Linked DNA regions of Ovis aries: region 1 is linked to region 2. A link is a contact called in public Hi-C data. All regions are on one chromosome and are shown on one strand. Each heading gives the region's core, a stretch centred on a gene start, on an enhancer-like site or on the middle of the called end of the contact. The rest is flanking DNA. Distances are from core to core; before and after follow the strand shown. Region 1 overlaps LOC121816785 (a long non-coding RNA gene). Region 2 holds the start of FGF18 (fibroblast growth factor 18).

The links. A called contact is a pair of places that touch in the nucleus more often than the background predicts.
Region 1: a contact with region 2 is called in a Hi-C map of tail adipose tissue, with 2.4 times the contacts expected there. The contact joins the enhancer-like site here to the promoter of FGF18 in region 2. A contact is called at or near these places in 2 of 16 Hi-C or Micro-C datasets (muscle and tail adipose tissue).

Annotation. Positions count from the first base shown.
Region 1 is chr16:3,719,643-3,723,503 of ARS-UI_Ramb_v3.0, forward strand. LOC121816785 (a long non-coding RNA gene) reads right to left here. Exons shown (of 6, transcript XR_006056474.2): 5 at 3,783-3,861. Among named protein-coding and RNA genes, the nearest start is that of FBXW11, 260 kb to the right of the region's middle. Within about 2 kb of position 2,074, at least 3 of the 54 cell types and tissues checked have an H3K27ac peak or open chromatin away from gene starts, as enhancers often do. A contact at or near this core is called in tail adipose tissue, where this site is marked.
Region 2 is chr16:3,396,810-3,400,852 of ARS-UI_Ramb_v3.0, forward strand. It overlaps FGF18 (fibroblast growth factor 18), which reads left to right and starts at 1,878. Exons shown (of 5, transcript XM_015101227.4): 1 at 1,878-2,462; 2 at 2,631-2,667. The coding sequence starts at 2,431.

The sequences.
Region 1 (3,861 bases), core at 824-3,323, 320 kb after region 2:
AGCCCATTCAAGATTCACAAAGGCACCCAGCTACCCAAAGCTGACCACAGAAGCACACGTGAGTCCTACCAAGCTCAGCTCAGCTCAGCTCAGACCAGCCAAACCAGCCAGCAACCCACTGACTAGTACATAACAGCAAATGCTTATTGTTCTTCACCACTGAGGTGTCAGTGATTGTTACGCAGCATTACTACGGTAATAGGTAACTGATACACTCTCCCAAAGAATAGCAGAGATTCCGAGATGGCAACCGTGAAGGATGGTGCTAAATTTGTAGAGTCATGGAGATGGGATCGGAAGTAGTGCCAGAATCTTGGTGCAAGCCAACATTGTGGAGAGACAGAAACCACAAGGAGGCAGAAAGCCTGGTCTGCTGCCTTTCAGAGAGAAACAGATGTCAGGCGGCACCACAAAGGGAGAAGCGGGAAGAGGAGTCGCCAGACCATTTTCCAGTTCCCAAAGGCCGGGCTGCACTCTGCACTTTCTTTCCATGAGAATCCCTTTTATTAATCACCCTTTCATCTGAGCTATTTAAAATGGATTTCTCTTCCTTACAGCCAGCCTTTTCCACTGCAGAGTAGATAAGTCTCAATGATCACAATCCCACTGAAAACTAAAATACTTTCACATGTACACGTGGGACCAAAATTTGCCCAGAGCTTGGCTAATGACCAGACATATCAGGATATAATTGTAGGATTTATACCCATTCCCATGATTCAAAATCACTGGGGCTTCCAGATGGGCACCGTTTTCATTCTGCTCTAGTTCACCTTCTTAAAACCAAGCCATGGAGAGTTTGGCCATCTGCTCCTCCAGACCCCTTCATCTCCAGATGTGGACAGTTGAGGCAGCCCCATAAGCCTGAACCAAAAGCCATGATTCTTAAGAAATCTAAGATTCTGTCCTATAGTATGACCATGCCCAAGAAATAGTGTAGAACCTTCCAAATCTGTGATAGCAGAGTGGTTGGTCAGGTCACCAACGAAATACGAATTCTGCATCCAGTTGCCGGATGCACATGTTCTGTCTGAGTCTGGATCTCTGCACTTCCATTAGCAGAAGACCACATGATGTAGTTTCTTTTCCCTTAATTCTCAGCTACAGATTCACCCACATGGCTCTTCTCATCATTAAGAAAGTACAATCTTGACGAGGCACTGGTGGAGCTACGGTGGGTGGTGGAGTCAACACATCAGGTCTCTCCAATCCCAAACTTCTTGGATCTGAAAAACCCCAAACTTTCCCCCTAGGAAGCTGCATGAAACTAAATGGATTCCTTAAACACCGCTCAAACTTCTTTTAAATATCCCAGCAAACTCACAATAGAAATGGTACAGATATTTACAAAATTACAGCTTCCATGGGTTTCTTCCTCCCTCACATCCTCAAATGAATCTTGGCTGCAGAGTTCCCACCTCAGGACTTTCTGATGGTCGAGGAAGAAAGGAGAGTGTGCTGGTATCCTTTTCTGACTCAAGGTAAGGGTTAAAACCCTTTTTCCCTCTCTCTGCAGGTGCCCCCTCTGGGGTAAGTGAACTCAGCTTTTCCATGTTTAGACCAAACGCCTCAAATTTCTTCCTGGCAGGTGTTCATGGGTGTGAGCAAATTAGATTTTGAAAGTATTTTTGCCACGAGTCTCAAGCCCGCAATATAGGTTATATGTTGGAAGTCCGGGGCCAGCCAGTACCACTTCTCTGAGACACTGAAAATCTGGGCTGATGAAAAGGAAAGTTAATAAATTGTGGAGTCCAGAATCAGGAAAACCCGAGTTTGAATTCAAGGGCTGCCTCTCCCCAGCGGTGCGACTGTGGGCATGCCGCTCCCTGAACCGCCCCATCCTCCCCTGGACAGCAGGTGTCCCTCACTGCCGCGTTTGGGAATCCGACAAGATGTCACATGTAAACTGTCTGGCCCGTGCTTAGGGTTTACTAAACAGTTATGTATTAGTCAGGGTTCTTGATTACAAGCTGTGTGGTAATCAAATGGAATTTATTGGAAGGCTATCAGGGGCTCAGAGAATTGGCAGAGAGCAGTGATGAAGTCTGGAACGCGGCCAGAAACCAGGAGATTGCTGGAGGCTTAAGCAACAGGGCCTTGGTAAGGTCATGGGAAGAGACGCCGGCACGCCACCGCGGCCCTGGCCTGGATGCCTCCAGCCCCTCCTCCCCGCTGTGCACCACTCACTCAAGCTGCTGGGGCCTGGAGAGGACACCTGGGTGCCCCCACCTGGGCTCCATGCCCACCCCCTGGCTGCAGCTGGAGCAGACGGAGGGAAAACCGGCACTTCTGCCTCCGTCGAGGCGGTGGGGGCAACCGCACCCCCAACCCTCGACTACACACGAGGGCAGGAGGGCGAGTCTCTCTGGGGAAATGAGGGGCTATTAGAGGGCAGGCTGGCTGCTGAAGAGCCCCAAACCCACAAATGCTCGCTGCAGGTGCTACTATTTAAACCCAGGAGAGAAGGCAGAAGCTTCTCCATGTGACCAGGGGCAGAAGTTATGCGGCATGGAGGGGGGTGTAGGCTTGGGTTTCCCACCAACTCCCTCTGCAGGGGTCACAGTGACCCGAGGAAGCTGAGAGGGGTAGTGCCTAAGCCTCCCTTGATCTTGTCTGTGACCTTGAGCAAGCACCTTCACCTGTCTGAGGGTCTATTCCGAGCAGGAAATAGCCACGAGAGTCCAAAAGACAGTCTACCGAGAATGAGAGCAGGCATACGTGGCAAACCCAGGAAGAGCCAGCAGGGCGACGGCAGTGCCTGCTGCACAGGCTTCCCGGCCCCAGAGCAGAGAAGCAGCGGGGCACACACGCTGCCTATATGATACGGGTGCGATGCCGATGTGGGCTGGGGACAGGGCACAGTCACCCACTAAGGCTGCCAAGTCCAGCCTCCTGTGGAGCCTCCAACAATAACATGCTGATATTAATGCCTCCAGGAGCCTGGGGTGTGCATTTCTTTCCTAACATAAAGATGCCTTCGCACCTAAAGCAACACTCAGTTCTGTCCTCAGAGGTTTTCCAGGGACATTGAGCAACTTACCTATTTTGCAGCCCAGAGCTTCCCATCCCACCCACCCGTGACTCTGTTGAAATGTCAGAGAAACCCCGGCCCAGCTTCGTGTAACCTGAGAGTTGCCCAGGGCAGCCACCCTACGGAAAGAGAATCTGGTTCAGTGAAAACATTCGAGACAGAGCAGACATACACATCTCTCTTTTTCTTTTTTCTGGAAGATGATTTTCCACAGTTAGCCACAAGATCCATTTTCTAAATGAGAAAATAATGGCTTGTGTGTCGCCACTGGGAGCCAAAGCATTTATCATTGATGAACTCGGCAGCATTTATTAAGTACCTGTTCTATATGGAGCACTCCATTACATGCCCGTAAGGGATGCTGGGGAAGGCACCGCAAACAGGATGTGCTCTGCCACTCACTTTCTCCTGGTTTCCAGGCTCCCCACCCTCGCTCTTTGCTTCCAACATAATACAGTGCTGACTTTGTCACGTCCTTGCTGGAAATCCTCTATGACTTTCCAGTACCTTCAGAAACCTCTTTGCACAATTTGCAGAGTCTTCCAGGACCTGATTCCTGCCTGCTTCTCCAGCTTTTCTGCCTTCCCCGTCCCTCACGACTTCTACCTGCATCTACTTATTCACTGATTTCCCATCCGTTCATTCCCCAGATACTCAATGGGCAGTCACTCCAAATCTGATACTCTGTCAGCCGCTAGGGATGCAGCTGGGGGAGACAAGAAAATGAGATCCCTTCTCTTAGGAAGCTCACCTTCTAGTGCAGTGTAGATGCCAGTGAGAGAAAGAAAGTAGGAGGGTTGCAGGCTGTGCAAAGGGCCACGTGCAATTCC
Region 2 (4,043 bases), core at 628-3,127:
GGGATTTATCAGCTCTAGCCATGAGAATGTCTAAGTAAATACAGCCCAGTGCTTCAAACAAGAACTTTCTGCATCACTCAGCATCTGGCTTTGAAAAGGTTTTCTGCACTTGTGTTCAGTGCTGAAACAGAGGCTGTTTAAGATAGCCTCAGCTTTGGGCTTCCCTGGTGGTTCAGTGGTAAAGAATCCGCCTGCCAGTGTAGGAGACACGGGTTTGATCCCTGATCTGGGAGGATCACACATGTTTTGGAGCGATTAAGCCCTTGTGCCACAATGACTGGGCCTGTGCTCTAGAGCTGGGGAGCTGCAACTGCTGAGCCTGTGTGCCTAGAGCCTGAGCTCCGCGACAGGAAAAGCCACGGCAGAGAGGAGCCCGCACACCTCAACTAGAGGCAGCCCCTGTGTGCCGCTACCTGAGGACGCCTGTGCAGCAAAGACCCAGCCCAGCCAGAGATAAACCCATAAAAACCATGCAGGGAGGCCTGATAGCCAGAACCACCGCTGATACTTATATAGGAAGTATTACTGTTGGACAGCGCCTGTGGCAACCCACTCCAGTGTTACTGCCTGGAGAATCACTTGGACAGAGGAGCTTGGCAGGCTACGGTCCATAGGGTTGCAAAGAGTAGGACATTACTGACCGATTAAACACAAGAAAACCACAGTGAACATAGAAAACCATCAATCATGGCACAACCATGGCACATAATCATGACACAAATTTTTAACCAAATAGTTTGGATTCCTGAATTTTGCTTTCTGAGCTTATTCAGTTGCTTTCCTACTGTGACAGTAGAGCCTGGCTGGCTGGAGCTTCACACAGTGTGAGGCACTTAAGTGTGATAAGAACACCTACATTCTGAGGTTGGTGGGAAGGACAGGAGTGATGCCTCTGAGGAAGCAGAGGGGGTAAGAAGAGATGGTCTCAGAAGGGACCTGGTTAAACGAGTCAAACTGCTTAGTATGCAAAGAATAGCAAATCTCAGCCTAGAGACCAGAAGAGGGCCTGGAGTGGTCGCTGACCAGAGTCCTGCTGGCTCCTCCCGGGCCTGTATAGCCTGCCCGGGCTGGGCTGCAGTGAAGCCTTGGGGACGCTAGGTGGCAGCCGTGCGTTTCCAAAGGTGGCTCGCCCCTCAGAGAGCCCAGCTGGGAACAACCCCGGAGCCCTGGAAGGGGGTGGGTGGGGGGCGTAAGAGAAACCCTCAATGCCCCCTCCTTTTCAACGGCAGGGACGGAGATTAGAAGGGGGTTCACTCAGGGTGGCCAGGCTTCCCAGAGGGATCTGGGACACGCTACGATCCTCTGTGGACTCACAGGGTGGGTAAAAGCGACCCCCCTTACGTGGAGCCGCCCCGAGGGTTGGGCCTGACCCGCCCTCTCCCTGCTCCCCACTCAGGCGCTGGTGGGTGTGAGTGCGAGGACGAATGTGGGTGAGGAAGGACATTCTGCACCTAACTGCGTTCTGGGGGACCGCAGCCGGCCCAGTTTTGGCATCCTTTGCGCCGTGGCGCTGGTCATTGCGCCCAGGCGCAGAATTTCGACGGCTCCCGGCGCTCATCAGCTCCAGCCTCGCGGGCTCTGCCCCTTCGGAGCTGCCGGTCCCGTCGCCGAGAGTCTGAGCGCCTCCCTCCCAGCCGGAGCGCCAGGAGAAGAGGCGGCGGCAGTGGAGAGGCCGCGGCAGGCCGGCAAGGCGGCAGGGCCGCCTTTGATGTGGGCGCGGCGCACCCAGGCGAGCTGAGCGCCCGTCCGGCCGCGCCCCGAGGGGGGAGCCCCCGGGCCCCGCATCCTCATTGTGCCGGCTCGGGCCCGGGCCCGCCCCCGGCCCCCCGCCCCCTCGCCGCCCGCGCGTAGAAAACGCCCCGGCCGCCGCCAGTGGTGGGAGGCGGCGATGCGCACGGCCGGAGAGACGCGGAGGAGGAGACATGAGCCGGCAGGCGCCCGGACGGAGCGGCCGTGACGCGTTCGTGCTGCCGCCGCGCGCCCCGGCCCCAGAGCGCTGACCCCTGGCCCCGCGCAGCCCCACGGCCCGCCTGGAGAGTGCGCCCCAGCTTCCAGACCTTCCGCGCATGCTGCCCCCGGAGTGAGTCGGGCAGCCAGCCTCCCGCGGACGCCCGGACGGCCGGCCGGCCGGCAGAGAGCCAGGTTCCTCGCACCGGCGGGTGCCTCCTGCCCAGCGGCGGCCGCCTCGCAGCCCCCGCGCCAGCCCGGAGGGCGCAGCGCTCGGGAGGAGCCGCGCGGGGCGCTGATGCCGCAGGGCGCGCCGCGGAGCGCCCCGGAGCAGCAGAGTCTGCAGCAGCAGCAGCCGGCGAGGAGGGAGCAGCAGCAGCGGCGGCGGCGGCGGCGGCGGCGGCGGAGGCGCCCGGTCCCGGCCGCGCGAAGGGGACATGTGCAGGCTGGGCTAGGAGCCGCCGCCTCCCTCCCCGCCCAGCGATGTATTCAGCGCCCTCCGCCTGCACTTGCCTGTAAGCGCCCGCGCTCGGCGGGGCTGCCCACCCTGCCCGGACGTCTGTCCGTGTGCCTGTGGCTCTGCCCGCTCCGCCGTTCTTTTGACTTTGCGGCTGCGTCTGTCTGTGCGCGCGTTTCCCTCCCTCCAGTCCCAATGACCTCCTCTCCCTCTCTCTCCCCCGCAGGTGTTTACACTTCCTGCTGCTGTGCTTCCAGGTACAGGTACGTGGGCTCCTGACTCTGACGTTCCCTCTGCACCCACCTGCCCCTGCCTCCCGGTACGCGCCGGTCCCCTTCCCCCGGGCCGCGCCCCCTCCCTGGGCCCCACCCCTCCTGGGCGTGGAACGGTGCACCTGTTCCCAGGGCGCCGAAGGGCGGCTCCGCGTGCGCCCAGCGCGGGCGGGGAACCGGCCAAGGGCAAGGGGCTCTGTTGCTGGACTCAGGCCGGCGCGGCCCCAGTCCGCTTCGGCTGGGAGCAGACCCTTGGAGCGGAGGGCTCAGTCGCCACAGTGTGCCAGGCTCCGAGCCCCTCGGCCCCGGCGAGGAGTTAGGATGGAGGGATTTTCTCTGCCAACCGTCTCTTCACCATCTCCGCTCGCTCTTCCAAACAAAAAGGCTCCTTTCAACCGAGTAGATTCCGAGTCCAGGGAGAAAGCTTCAGTTGTAAATTACCCTGTGGTTTCAGAGGCGTTTGCAGCATTGAGAGATGTGGAGCTAGGAGGGGAGACGGGAGAGAGGGCGCAGAGCGGAGCACCTAAGCAGAGGGACCCTTGCCTGCGAGGCAACGGGCCGCGCTTCGCACACCCTGGCCCAAGGTGGTGCAGCCCTCGGCTGCTTCCTCGCCTCACTCCCCGCTCGCTCACTCTCCTGAATCAGAAGAGGGCTTGGCGCTCAGCCTGGAAAGCACTTGCTAAAATCTGATCTGTTACTTCAGCAGCTTTCAGACTCGGGAAGGTCTTGGCACGCAGACAGTTGGAACGCTGGTGCTTCCAAAGCCGTGGAAATGAAGGAAGAGGGTTGGGGGGGGGGGGGGGGGGGGGGGGGGGGAAAAAGAGGAACTGAGGGAGCCGACTTCAGCGCGATTAGAACCAGACCAGGCTGCCTCAGCTCGGGGCGGGGGTGCGCGGAGGAAAAGGGACTAGGACATGCCAGCTGCCCTAGCCCCCCGCCCACCTGAGCTCTGCGGGAGGGACCCTCGGAGGAGCTGGCCTGGGGCCAGCTGTCTGCCCCTCTCCCCTCTGGCCTGAAGGCAGGTGTCCTCCTAGGGCTAGAGAGTATATGCTTAGGCCATGGTTTTCTGGATTCTTGAGGTGCCCAGGGGGAGCTCGAGCAGGGAAAACGGTGGTTCTCCCAGGTGTGGGTGTTTTGTGCCATTGGCACAGCGGTCTCTAGCAGAGGGTGCTTTCTAGCAGAGGGTGGTGCTGGAGCGGCAGTGGCTGTGGTGGAGGGTCTGCTCGTCTCCCCTCCCACTCCCAGGAGGGAATTGTTACCATCAAGATGGACTTTGAGCTGCGGGCAGGAAGCACGGATGGACAGACTGATGGGTTCTTTCCTTCTGTTGGCCAGGCTGGGGTCCCCGGTGACTCTTTGAATCAATA